Linked DNA regions of Gossypium hirsutum: region 2 is linked to region 1. Evidence: chromatin contacts called from public Hi-C data. All regions are on one chromosome and are shown on one strand. The core of a region is the stretch at or near the end of the contact, and the rest is flanking DNA. Distances in the headings are between cores, read along the strand shown.

Evidence for each region. Hi-C and Micro-C count contacts between places; a contact is called where the count stands out from the background.
Region 2: a contact with region 1 is called in a Hi-C map of leaf, with 2.0 times the contacts expected there. The contact joins the promoter of LOC121219042 here to the promoter of LOC121219038 in region 1. A contact is called at or near these places in 5 of 34 Hi-C or Micro-C datasets (hypocotyl and leaf).

Annotation. Positions count from the first base shown.
Region 1 is chrD07:28,583,100-28,590,449 of Gossypium_hirsutum_v2.1, reverse strand. It overlaps LOC121219038 (xyloglucan galactosyltransferase MUR3-like), which reads left to right and starts at 3,414. Exons shown (of 1, transcript XM_041096468.1): 1 at 3,414-6,182. The coding sequence starts at 4,073. The coding sequence ends at 5,812.
Region 2 is chrD07:28,799,054-28,806,403 of Gossypium_hirsutum_v2.1, reverse strand. It overlaps LOC121219042 (receptor-like serine/threonine-protein kinase ALE2), which reads right to left and starts at 3,090. Exons shown (of 10, transcript XR_005915559.1): 1 at 2,300-3,090; 2 at 1,320-1,391.

The DNA of each region.
Region 1 (7,350 bases), core at 2,165-4,664:
ATTTCCTCTAAAATGATCCAATCCATGAAATTGTGGCGCCCAAATGGTTCTTAGATCCCTTTCTTTTAAATTTTTGTGTCGACATTCGTTGGTTTTTCTCATCCCGATGCAAGCATGGAACATTATCTTTATCTTGTAGTTGCCAAAAAGTGAAAAAACACAATTCATAGCGCAAGCAAAGCAAAAGCATTGAAAACCAACTCTGAATCTCTTATTATTATCAATCCACAAACAAAGCTATCAGCCAAAACACAATCAAACAATGTCAACAACAAGAAGCGGGACTAGTCCAGGAATCAGCTTAGGGTCAATGAATCGCATTAACTTGGATGGAAGCAATGTGGGGGCAACATGTTTCATCCGTCGCGGCATCTTGAGTGACCCACCGGAACGTTGTTGCTGCATCAACATGTATAGCAACAGCAACGTTCAAGGGAGCAACAGTAGTGTACTGCTGGGGAGTAACGTAAGGATCAAGAATTCAGGGGTTCATCTGTATTTCGGGGACTTGAAGTTAGGGGAAGAACCACGATCAACGAGCAGGAGAGCAGCCGAGTTTGGTACCATTGTGTTGCTTCCACTCCTCTTATTTTTGTGCCTATTATCTTCATTGCTAATGCGGTGGTAGCAATCCGCAATTTGGGACTGTCTCCTTACTGCTATGTTTTTCAAATTGTATCATAACATATATGATATTTGAAATCTTCATATCTAAATATGTAATAATTGAAATAAATAAATGTTAAAATAACCTTATTTAACTTTCCCAAATTTTCTGCAATCAAGGTAAATTTTTTTTAAGGGGCAGACTTAAATTTTATACGATAATAAAAATATAATTTTATTATTCTAATAGCTTATATATTTATAATTTTTAAAACGTTAAATTAATTTTTTACCATTTTAAGCGCTAAAATATAATTTTGCCGTTATTAATTTAAACTTTTATAAATTATAAAAAAAAAACTAAATGAAAAAATTTCGATCTTAAAAGAAAGTCGACCCAATACCATGTAACTTCCATAGTTATGTTTCAAAGCAAACCAGAAACCTTGGCTTCCCCACTTTCCCTGCCTCTACCTCTCTTCCATCAATGTTGTATTGTAACTAGACACCACCAGGATTGCATTTATGTATACATACATATATTCTACCTATATTATTATTTAAGTCCCTAATTGAATACGTGCCCGATCAATGAAATTACGAAAATATTTTTTAATAATTAAAATAAATTATATTATCCGTCAATAAAATATTAACTTTAAGGCTAAACCAAAACATTATTTTAATATAATATTTACATTTTAATTGTATTATGTATACTTTATTATCTCCATTAATTGTTAATTGAGTTGGTGTCACAAGTCAACTCGACACTAACTTACAGTTTATTACTACACCATGATAAACAAATTGTAATACATTTAATATTTTTATTCGATGTATTTATGCGTTTAAATTTTATTTTACTTACAATTTAATCTATTTTTTATTTTAGTATCGTATATATTTAACGTAATAATATTAATAATTAGTTTCAAACCATACATTTCATAATTTATTGTATTTATTTTTAAACATACATCTATTTTCTAAATACATAATTTCCATATACATACATGTGTGGTCGGATTTGTAGTAATATATAGTGAAAGAATCGTTCTCATGTGTATTTGTTCAACTTTTGTTCCCAACCAGATTATATTATATAATTTGAATGTCATCGGAAAACATTCAAAAAGAGAGAGTATAAATATGTATAAAAAATATATTATAATATTGATTTATTTTGTTATATTTAGAGTTTATATGCATGAAGATGTCAAAGTACTTGAAATTTGTTTAAGAAGTAAACTTATGATTTATTATTTAATGCTACCCACCACCTAACAATAAATCTAAAACTAACCCAAATTCATGAATGCCAATATACCTTTGATGGAACACAACACACACTAATAGAATGCAATATATTTGCTTCCATGTTTGCACTTTAACATGTTATTTGTTTCTCTTACCTTAACCAGTGTTCGAGGATTCGATTTCTGCTTTGGGTATGAGGTAGCTTTAAAACTCGTGGTCAACATTTACCCCTTAATGGACCTATGAAATGCGGAGGATTAGTTGCTAAGTTTACTCCGGGAGATACTTTGAGAAATTAAAAAAAAAAGAAAAAAGAAAAAAAGATGAATGTTTTAATTAAAAGAAGGCTTAATACCATTTTTGACCCTATACTATAATGAAATTTTTACTTTGGTCATTTTATTATTATTTCAATCACTTTGCTCTTTCTACTTTCATTCCGTCACTCAAGTTAGCTCTTTTAATAGTTTTCATTTAAAAAAAATTAAATAAACCAATGACATGCTACCATGTGTAAAAAATGAAAAATTTTACTTAAAAATTAAAAAAAAACATTAAAAATCCAAAAAAAAATCATGAAAAATTTCAAAAAATCATAATCTATTTTTGAAAATTATAAAAAAAATTATCCAACCTATGTACCCAACTTAGATCTATTTTTATTTAAATGAGGTTTGCTATGTTTTGTCAAACTCATGGCATGAGTGAAAGGACAAAAAAGTAATTTTATATTTATAAAAAAACTAGTGAATAGTTAAATCATAGGTAGAGTGATAAGATATTTATAAATAAGTATTCTCAATCTTTAAAGATCTTATGTTTAGTTGTTTTCTTTAAGTATTTTATATAAAAATAGTAAAATATAAAAATATTATTAAAAAATAATTTTTAAGTAAAGTTGGCATCGTGATATTAACTCAATCAAATACATTATATAAAAATAGATATACGAAAGGAGCAAAATCTCAATCATCTTTTAAGTAAAACACTGCTATATTAATATTCAAATTCTAAAAACCCTTGATACATGCTTTGTCTCATTCCACTTCGCCATGGATGTTAAAATTCAAATATTACTATCATCTTCATAGATGTCGGTTATATTCATAACCGTCTCACCGCATCTCACTCAATTTAATATTTATTAGTTATTTTTAATAATTTCAATATGCATTGTATGAGTTGTACCACAAAAAATTAGGCTAAAATATTTTAGTGTTTAAGGTATAATATAATATAATATTTTATTATATTATATTATATTAGACATAAATGAATTTTATCTAATTATTACTAAAATGGAAATTGATTAACCAAATTAAAAGCTTCAACATTAATTAGAAAAGTGGTGAATCATATGTGAGCTTAAGAAGTAAATTTCAGAAATTTCCAATTTTTTACATCAAATTTTGCAATTTCCAATTTCAATGCGAAGTTTTCTCTATGTGGTCCCACCTTCACTCCAATTACATGCTCCCACGTGGCCCAGCTAGTACGGTATTGAGTTGTCTTGTATTCGCATTTTCCTGGTAAAATGAAACCGCTCATTGCCTTTCCTCATTTTCCATGCAAACGAAATTTCAGGAATTTGACAGCGTTCCATATTTTGAACACGTCATCACATGGTCCCACGTGGCGAGATCCCATCGGCTACCGACAACAGACAAACAGTTCCACGGCGCACACTGCTAATTTGTGCCGCAACACCCCCTCTTCTATAACATTACATTAAATACGCGCTCTCCATTTTCACTTCTCTTTTCCAGCTCCATATTCCAGTCAAAATATTTTGCAGGAAAATTCCCAGTAAGTTTTTTTTTCCTCCGAATCCGAGTTTTTCACTTCAATTTAGTTGATAAATTTTAGCCAATAGATCCGTTAGCAGATCACTTTTCGCGATAATCTCTCATTTTTGGTATGTCCTGATTCTTGCTAATAAATCTATCTGTATTCTCAACTCGTTAATTTCAATCTCCATAGCATTTTCTTATTTGGTCAGTTATAAATTTCTAGCGTTTTTTTCCCCGTTTTGGATCTGTGGTCCAAGCTTAGGGCTTACTGTAACTTACATTTTAAACTGATAATTGAGATTTAGGGTCATAGGGTTTTCTAATTTTCTCCTTTTCATTTAGTAGTTTTGAATCGGGTGGGAAAGTTAGGTGTCTTTTATGCGGGGATTTGTTGATTAGTTTGCTATTGAACTCTGATGAGACGCCGCCCAGTGACGCTGGGTCCTTTAGAAGCGATGGAGAAGGGTTCCCCTAAGAATCAACAAACCCGGCTCTGTTTCTTAGCCTCTTTATCAGCTTTTTTCTGGATTTTGCTTTTGTATTTCCATTTTGTAGTTCTAGGAAGTAGCCCTACAGTTGAGGAGTCGATTACATTACAACCAGTCAAATTAGAATCTCCTTTGGTTAATGTTGAGTCCGTTCCTTCCCCGGTGACCGATGCCCGTGTAGAGAAGGAGAAGCCCGCTCCTGTGAAACCTGTTCAGGATACAGCTGGTGAAAAGGTGGTGCCTTACCCGTTTATGAGAGCTTTGAGGACGGTGGAAAATAAGAGCGATCCATGTGGTGGAAGGTATATTTATGTGCATAAACTTCCTCCAAGGTTTAACGAGGATATGCTTAAGGAGTGTAGGAGTTTGAGCCTTTGGACTAATATGTGTAAATTTACTAGTAATAAAGGGCTTGGTCCTCCACTTGAGAATGTTGAAGGGGTATTTGAGAATACCGGGTGGTATGCCACGAATCAGTTTGCAGTGGATGTGATATTCAGTAATCGTATGAAGCAGTATGAGTGCTTGACCAATGATTCCTCGATCGCAGCTGCAATATTTGTACCATTTTATGCTGGCTTTGATATTGCAAGGTATCTTTGGGGATATAATATCTCAACAAGGGATGCTGCTTCGCTAGATTTGGTTGATTGGCTGATGAAGAGGCCTGAGTGGGGTATAATGGGAGGGAAAGATCATTTTCTCGTGGCTGGTAGAATTACCTGGGATTTCAGGAGATTGAGTGATGAAGAATCTGATTGGGGTAATAAGCTTCTGTTTCTACCTGCTGCAAGGAATATGTCAATGCTTGTTGTTGAGTCAAGCCCCTGGAATGCAAATGATTTTGGGATTCCATATCCAACCTACTTCCATCCTGCGAAGGATGAGGAAGTGTTTATCTGGCAAGATCGGATGAGAAAATTGGAGAGGAAGTGGCTATTCTCTTTTGCAGGTGCACCTCGTCCTGGTAATCCAAAGTCAATAAGGGGGCAGATTATCGATCAGTGTAGGAATTCAAAGGTGTGCAAGTTGTTGGAATGTGATTTTGGGGAGAGCAAATGTCATTCACCAAGCAGCATAATGCAGATGTTTCAGAGCTCCCTCTTCTGCCTACAACCTCAAGGAGACTCATATACGAGGCGATCTGCTTTTGACTCAATGTTGGCTGGTTGTATTCCTGTCTTCTTCCATCCTGGCTCGGCATACACACAGTACATTTGGCATCTTCCCAAAAGTTTTACCACCTATTCAGTGTTCATCCCAGAAGATGATATCCGTAAAAGGAATATTAGCATAGAGGAGAGGCTCAGTCAAATTTCTCCTGAGCAAGTGAAGATCATGAGAGAGACAGTCATAAATCTCATTCCTAGGCTGATATATGCAGATCCTCGCTCTAAACTGGAGACTCTTCGAGATGCTTTCGATGTCGCCGTACAGGCAGTCATTGACAAAGTAACAAGGTTGAGGAGGAACATTATCCAAGGTCGTACTGAATATGATAACTTTGTGGAAGAAAATAGTTGGAAATATGACTTGTTAGATGAAGGACAGCGAGAGGTTGGAGCTCATGAATGGGATCCTTTCTTCTCAAAACCGAAGGATGAGCAGAGAGATCAATCTGCAGAAGCTGCAAAAAATTCTTGGAAGAATGAGCAGAGAGAGCAATGATAACTAGAAGTTGATGAAGCAGTATAGAAACTCAACCAAAGCTGTAATGCAATCTCCAGAGTCTCAAAACAAGAGTTCCTGTTTTGAGTTGGGTGGTTTACAGGTATAACCTTGTAAGGGCCTTCTTGTGCATCAACTATAGATATTACCCACTGAGCATCTTAGGCCCGAGGTTTAAAACATCTATACATATTCTCTGCACCAAACAACAGTTAATATAAAAATTTCTGCTTTTGAGCTATGTATTTTGGTTAGTGATTCTTTTTGATGTTTGTTATGATAGCTGAGATGTTGTCCGTTTGTCTGCTTAGATGTTACAGTATTATCAATGCATACAAGAAATAATAACTAATAACTAGTTTTTGCTTCATTGTGGGGATTCAGGACTTGGCTTTTTATGTACGTTGAACAATTTATATTGATTACTTTTTGAGCATTGGGTTTCTTCTTCCTTGTGGAACATCTTGCTTTGCCTCAGCATGCAAGCATTCATTAAATGGTTATTAGTTATAGTAGTGCACCTTGTGTTTTGTCTGTGTTTTCAAACTTTGAGCCTTTTCTTGTCATTCATTTATGTTCATGGTTTACTGTTTGTTTAAGAAGTTTGTCCAACAGTCATATGATAGACAGGCTTGTATTACATACATGTTGTGGTAATTGGATTTGATTAACCCCTAGGAAGGAAGTGTGTCAAAGCTGGTAACTGGATTTTGGAGCCAGCAAATGACCATATGGGCTTCGGCCCCCAAAAATACTATGGAGGTTGTATTGAATTGTATTTTTTTATTGGGAAAATTAGTTTTTATATATTAAATTAAAGAGTAAATTTATCATATCTGTTAAAAGTTTTATTCATTTCTATGATTAAAAATCGGTATAGCTAATAGATCAATTAAACAGTAAAATTTTTAATAGAAAAATTGGTCTTATTTCCTATTAAAAACTGATTTTCTATTATCAAAAATCAGTTTTACTGTTTAATTAGAAATCGGAATAGCTAATAGATCAATTAAACATAAAGTGCACACTAAAATTTTACTATTAATTTACTATTAAAAATTGGTCATGTGTACTTTATGTTGTAGGGACCAATTTTTAATGGTAAAATTTATTTAACAAAAGAATTAATTTACTTTTTGATTCAACATACATGAATTAAATTACTATTTTTAGGATAAAACGAGTAAAATGTAATTCAATTTTTAATATAAAATTTTCATGATGTTTTGATCTAAAAAAGTAGATGCTAAGTTATAAAAAATCAGACATTGAAAGGACCCCAGAGAAAACTCTTATGGAGGGTGGTTCTCAAATTGTCGAGGAGCGTATGGTTGTTGAGGATGCTAGGAGTGATGAGTAGCTTAGTGGAATTAAGGCTATTATATCAATTGCTACGGTGAAGATGGGAGGTTCGTGTTCGACATATTTCGAGGGATCAAAATAGGGTTGCAGATTACATGGTTAAATGTACTGATATAGGGGACTCTTTGTTCCGTTTATTTGCAATTCTGTCAGTTTCGATTAGAGATTTGTTGGTT
Region 2 (7,350 bases), core at 1,841-4,340, 220 kb before region 1:
CATGATTTTAAGCCAAATGCAATAGTAAACAAGTACATTTTCAAACCAAACCATGTTTTTAAACTGTGATTTTAACTCAAACCAGAAAGCCAAAATTTTTAGGTTTAAGCTTTTGCAAAAGTGCTTTTGGCAGAAATGACCTTCTTGCCCTCATTAAAGAAGTTCAATATATCTTCTACTTTACAACATCATCTCTAAAATAGACATTTTATCTTCTCAAAAGCACTTTTTGAGAGCAATAGTAAATAGGGGAGAGCATAAATTGGTTAAAACGGTTTTAATTGATTTAACCAATTAATTTGGTTAAGTTGGTTTAGTGGTTAAATCAGTTGTAAGGTTGGCTTATTTGGTGTCAATCAGTTATCGATTATTGAATTTCATATACAAACCGACTGACTTAATATTTAATATTTTCTAATTATTTTAGATAAATTTATATTTTATAATATATAAATCAGTTAAGTCGGTTAAATATATCAATATATTCATTATTTTAAAATATATATTTTATAATATATTTATCTTAAATCAATTAACCGACTTAACCGACCGATGTTAAGTCAGTTCATTAGGTCGGTTTATATAAGTAGGTCAGTTCGGTTATTATATGATGATCAGTTAAGTTTAAAAAACCAACCAAACCAACTGAATTAATCGTTTGTACACCCCTAATGGTAAACACTGTCAAACTTTTTAAAAATACATTTCCACATCACTTTCTAAAAACACTTTTCAACCTCAATGGTAAACTAATCCTAAGGCATTGTCAATAAGACTCTTCACGAGTTAGACAGGTATTAGCTTAGGCTACAAAAAAACATAAATTACACTAAAAAAATTCCCCAGTAGCATTCAAGAACCTGAATTTCAAATTTTGGATTTGGATTTCAAAAATTGGGCAAATTGAGTTATAACACACATACAAATGTAACACTCATAATTTTTTTCTCAAATCCATGGATTTGTTGGATGCCTATTTAGTAGTGAATTTGAAATTCCTAAAGAATTTATGAACTTCACGAATTCATGCTTTTTATACTTTCCAAATAAATATTTATCCAGAAATCCAACTAATTTATTCATAAGGAATGCATTTCCTTCTAACAATTTATATAGCAAATGAAATCCAAATCCAAATTTTCAAATTCATGTTCCAAACATAACATCAAGTATTTTCAGTTAACATTATAGCTTCATGGATAAAACAACAAGCTTTACCTACTTGGATATAAATAATTGATCATTTCAATTCTAGACAGGAAATTAATCAAAAGAATTTATTCAACTTCATTAACATTTAAAGATAAATAAATTGTTACCATGATCAATGATTGTTTCCATTGCAGACAACTGATGCACTGGTTGTAAAGGAGACAATAATATTTGCAGTCCTGGTAATAAAGATAAAAATTAAATGGCAGTGATGTTAGTCTTCCTTAATGAACTATAGTTATTGTAACCGTTATGGCAACAAATGTCCTTAACTCTATTTGAATGCAACACATAATAACCACAAATTACAAGAAATTAGATAACTATAACAAAGATTTTAACATTTCCAAGGGTAACCGATTTTGACCGTTTACTCAAGAAGGATTGTACCCAAAAGCATTGCTATACAGAAGCTATAATACAAATATTTAAGGCTCATACTCTTTTCAAGAAGCATCCATGGAAAAATAAAATATAAATAAAACAAAGAAAACTAACAGGAAATCCGGAATTCACGAACAGAATTTGATAATTGAAGCTCAGTTAACCTTAATGGTATTAGAACACTTTTAATTTGAGCTAACCTTTTAGGATAATTAATAATATGTAATTATTCCTGACGTCCATATTATCCATAGTATATTCCTCAAAGGGCTAAGATATGAATAGTTCATCTGATATCCCTTTTTCCAAATTATTATTTTTTTTCTCAAGATACTGTATGGAATTAGAAAACAGAAGACTAACAAATTACTCAAAAAGCAAACCCTTCTTTACATTTTAAAATTTTCTTTTTTCCCCTTTCTTTTGTTTTGGCGAACGCGAAAGATTAAGCTAAAGGATAAACGTTATAGTGGAAAGTTTAAGTAGACATAAAGAGAGCCAATCAGCAGTAAAGCCAAAGCCTACTTAGCTTCGTAAAGCATGCTGACCTTTTCTTAATTTCTATAAATAAAATTAAAAGCTAACTCGGACTAGATTTTAGTCCACTTTCCTTCCTTATCTATTATTGGATCAGCAACCAAACAGATAAAACGAAATTAAAGAAAAAAAAAACAGAAGAGCAAGTATCCAGAAAGAGTGATACCGAAACAAGAACAAGAGAGAAAGCTGGGTAAGTAAACAAGAAGCAAAATGAGCAGAGTCAAAGCAGGCATCTTCTCTCGCCGAACCAGAGTCCACAGCAACCATCGTCAGACACCAACTCGAACCACGTGCGAGTCGTCGGAGAGACACTGGAGATTCCTAAGTTTCCGATGGACCATTCGCTGCCAGCCAAACTCTCCGTTGCTCTCTCCGAGCGAAACGACGCACCTCATAACTAAACCAAACAAAACTAAAACCTAAGCTGCTCCGCCGCCAAGCGCCCCTCCAAAAAAAAGTAAAAGAAACGGAACAAAAACCCTAGGAGAGAGAAGATGAAGAGAATGAGAGTCGGCGTGATTGTAGTAGATCCATGAAATGCGGCAAAGATCTAACGCAACAATGCAGAGGAGAAAATAGGTCTTCCCTTTTCTTTTCTAGTTTGGGAGATGAGAACATGGAAAAGGGATTCTTGGGGTGAGAGTAGAAAATTGAGAGAGTAAAGGGAGAACTGCGTCTGTGAGAGACACAGAGAGTGGGAGTGGGGCTGGAAAGGTGGGGAGGTGCTTTATTACTGGAGTGGAGTGTAGCCTACAGCAAAAGCAAACACTGCTTCATGAAATTGATGATGGCTGTCTGGTACGCGCTTCTATGCAAGCGCGTTTTCTTAACGCACCGACGAAAACGACAAACCTGGAAGCCGTTTGTTGCCGTCACTTGAAATTTCGCAAACCGTTTTCTGTTTTACAAACTCCCAACATATTTTGAAAATTAAAATTAGGTCAATTTCTGATTAAAAAAAATACAAACAAACAAAATTAGAATGAGCTTTTTAAAGGTGAATTTACCAGAAAAATTCCTTTTTTTTTAATTTATCGAAATGGGCCGATTTTTTTATTATTTATCGAAATGGTCCATTTTTTAGAAAATCGCGCCCACGTCAGCGCGATGTCAGGGTACATGGCAGGACATCGCGTCCACGTCAGTGCGACCTACTAACGTGGACGCGATGTCTTCCGTGCGTGAACAGTACCCCAACGGTCAAATATATATATAAATACCCCCACCCTTTATTTTTTTCACAAACAAATCCTATCTAATTTTTCCTCTCTAATCCTCTCAATTTCCTTCCCAAATTCTCTCAAATTTATTTTTTACAATAATTATAAATTTTTTTATATTTTCATCAATAGGCGGATCATTGATTCGTCTTGATAGCAATCACATATCGGTGGAGCAAATGAAAATGGTAAGTATTAAATTTAATTTGTAATTATTATTTAAGATTTTTTTATTTAAGTATTTGTAGATAATTATTAATTTATTGTTTGTTATAAAAGTCTGAAGATCGGGTATTGGAATGCCATATCCGGAATATGTATGCCCCTCCATCACCGTTAGTAGAGAACTACCTGCGGGAAGCGGGTTTTTGGCACGTGGCGACGGTAGGCCGAGGATGCAAGTTGGACCCAAAATTGATTAGTACGTTGATCGAGAGGTGGAGACCCGAGACACACGCATTTCATCTTCCATGTGGAGAGTGCACTATCACTCTAGAAGATGTCAGCATGCAGTTGGGATTGCCGGTGGACAGGCACCCAGTCACCGGGTCTGCCCAATCTAGCAATTGGGAGGCGGTGTGCTACGAGCTTTTGGGCGCTATTCCGGAAAAAATGGATGGAGGTAAGGTCGAGATGGATCTGAATGCAAATTCACCGAAATCCAAAGAATCTGATATGCTCGATCATACATTCTTTAAATAATTGGAGGTTATCTGATGCCGGACACGTCACGGAGCCGTGTACATCTAAGGTGGCTGCTAAAACTCGTTGATTTTAGAAGAGCCGGTGAATTTAGTTCGAGAGATGTGTGGGGCGACGCGACCGAGGAGAGCAACCATCGGAGGTTGCCTGTCACTACTGTAATCATGGGCACGGTTTCGCTTTCCATTTCTACGTCCTCGAGTGAACCACCCATATACATTCCCACTCGTAACGAGGTAAATTTTATATTACATTTTAGAATTATTATGTAGATTTTGTAATAATAAAAGTATGCTAAAAATTTATTTAATTAGGTGGAACAATCCGGCAAGTTATCGTGAATTACCATCTAAACTTGAAGATATACGGCTTCTATTGGACCAACGGTCAGAAGCAGAAGTAAGTATTTTTGCAAATAGATATTTCCATACATTCGCTAGTCGATTGATATTTAGTATTTAGTATTTAGTATTTAGTATTATGTATATAACTAATATTTCTATCATGTTTATATAGTTTCAATGGACACCATACGAGGATCCAGAAATTTGGGCAGTAATCCCGGATGAGTTTTTACAAAATCCAAACGCTTGGCACGTGAAAGTGGTGTTAATCAATTATGCAACCGTGGAGCCCCACCAGACAGACAGAGTGCTACAACAGTTTGGATATAGACAACTGATTCCTGCGGACCCTGAGGAGTTTGACGAGCACTACAAAATCGACCTTCGGCTATTAGGTACGGATTGGCCTAGATACTGGTCCGAGTATACAGAAATGTGGGAAAATCGGCATGAATATCTACCTACTCAGGAACAAATCATCGTTCCGGAGTTAGCGTGTGTTCCAGAATACATGCCATGGTTTAGGATCCATGGCAAGCCGTATTTACTTACGCCAGAGGAGAGGCAACGGCAATTACGTCTCGAAAAGGAAAGGCGCGGGCCTCTAAATCCAAGACGAGAAGACTTCGAAGGCAGCCCCTCAACGAGGCCTAGATAGTCACCCGGCGCATCATCAGCGGGCATGCAATCACCAGCCCCAACGAGAGCACCGATGCAGTCACCTGACCCAGAATTCAACAGATGATACCCACGCAACCGTCTTTCCCTATGATGCCAGGTATGTTTCCTAGCCCTTATATGTACCATAACCCTTACATGTATCCTTTTCCGAATACTATGGCAGGTTGGAGCCAAATGCCCGGTTCAGCTCCATTTCCTACTATGCCGAGCGGACCATCGATATTTAGGCCAGCGGCGCAGGAGGGATCGCACATGCCTTCGGGGAGATCTCCTTTTTACCAGTCTCCAGCAACGTATGGCTTTCAAACACCTTCGTCGTTCATGATGCAAACACCTCCACATACATTATTCTTTGAAGGTGGATCATCGTCCCAAGTTTGACAACCAGATGCCGAACCGGAAGAACCACAATCACCACCGGAGGAAGAACAACCGCCGCCGGAAGCTAGAGGAAAGAGGAATCCAGCGCGCAACCGTCGACGGCCGCCATGTGGAACGAATCACCCGGGCATAGACATTGATTGCCGTATTTAAATTCATTATTTGATGTAATAAAATAAAAGTTTATTTGATGTAATACGCATAGAAATTTTTGAAGAAAATTTTGATATCATTTGATATAATAAAATAAAAACCCTAATTTAATTGAAAACCCTAACCTAACCTAACCTAACCTAACTTAATTAAAAACCCTAACCCTAACCTAAATTAATTAAAAACCCTAACCCCAACCTAAATTAATTAAAAACCCTAACCCTAACCTAACCTAACTAAAAACCCTAACCTTAACCTTGCTTAATTAAAAACCCTAACCCTAACCCTAACCTAACTTAATTAAAAACCCTAACTCTAACCCTAACCTAAATTAATTAAAAACCCTAACCCTAACCTAACTAAAACCCTAACCCTAACCTAAATTAATTAAAAACCCTAACTCTAACCTAACCTAACCCTAACCCTAACCTAACCTAACTAAAAACCCTAACCCTAACCTAACTTAATTAAAAACCCTAACCCTAACCTAACTAAAAACCCTAACCCTAACCTAACTTAATTAAAAACCCTAACCCTAACCCTAACCTAAATTAACTAAAAACCCTAACCCTAACCCTAACCTAAATTAACTAAAAACCCCAACCCTAACATAAATTAATTAAAAACCCTAACCCTAACCTAAATTAATTAAAAACCCTAACCCTAACCTAAATTAACTAAAAACCCTAACCCTAACCTAACTTAATTTGATAAATTTTACTAACCATTAACACAATTTTTGGACTTAATAATTTTAGTTTATTTCATAAATTTTACTAACCATTAATACAATTTTTGGCTTAATAATTTTACATATTTTGATAATTTTACTAACCATTAACACAATTTCTGGACTTAATAATTTTAGTTTATTTCATAAATTTTACTAACCATTAATACAATTTTTGACTTAATAATTTTACTAACCATTAACACAATTTTTTGACTTAATAATTTTAGTTTATTTGATAAATTTTACTAACCATTAACACAATTTTTTTGGCTTAATAATTTTACATAATTTTACATAATGTTAGATTTGGTAAAATATTTTGACTGGTACTAAAAATTTGACAAGAAATTAAACTAATTTGATACTTTTACTAACAATTAATACAATTATCAATTAATAATTGAAGAAAATATATTTTTTTCTAAAATTACATTCAGCTATTGCGATTAGGGCATGATCGACTTGTATGGCCTGGGTTCCTACACCATCCGCACAACTTCTGTTGACTAGATGTTTCTCGGATATCCATATTGTTCCGTATTCTAGTGGAACAAGGTCGACCCTTTGGTTTGCGACGCAATTCTCTATCCGATAACAGCTTATAAGGAGCAAGAGATACGGGCGACCACTTACGTTCATCTGGGACCGGTGGGAAAACGTGTCTCCATATGTTGTACATGTTTTCTAGTTTGTAGACTTCGTCCACATAACTCATCGGATCCAGACGGAGTTTCTGACAAGCTGCAATAACATGAACACATGGATAACGAAGTGTATCAAACTTCCCACAGTCACAAGTCCTGTTTCGCAAGTATACACGATACTGCTCGCCAACAACACCTTGGTGCGGTCTGTCAAACTCCGTCACGCGAAACCATAAATTGTCTCAATCATGACACACTGTGTGCATGATGTTTGCCCTCGCCTTCGCCTTGTTAATTTCTTGAACTACCTTACTGCACCATACATGTCCAACCTGCATCTAGCCAGCATAAGTTGC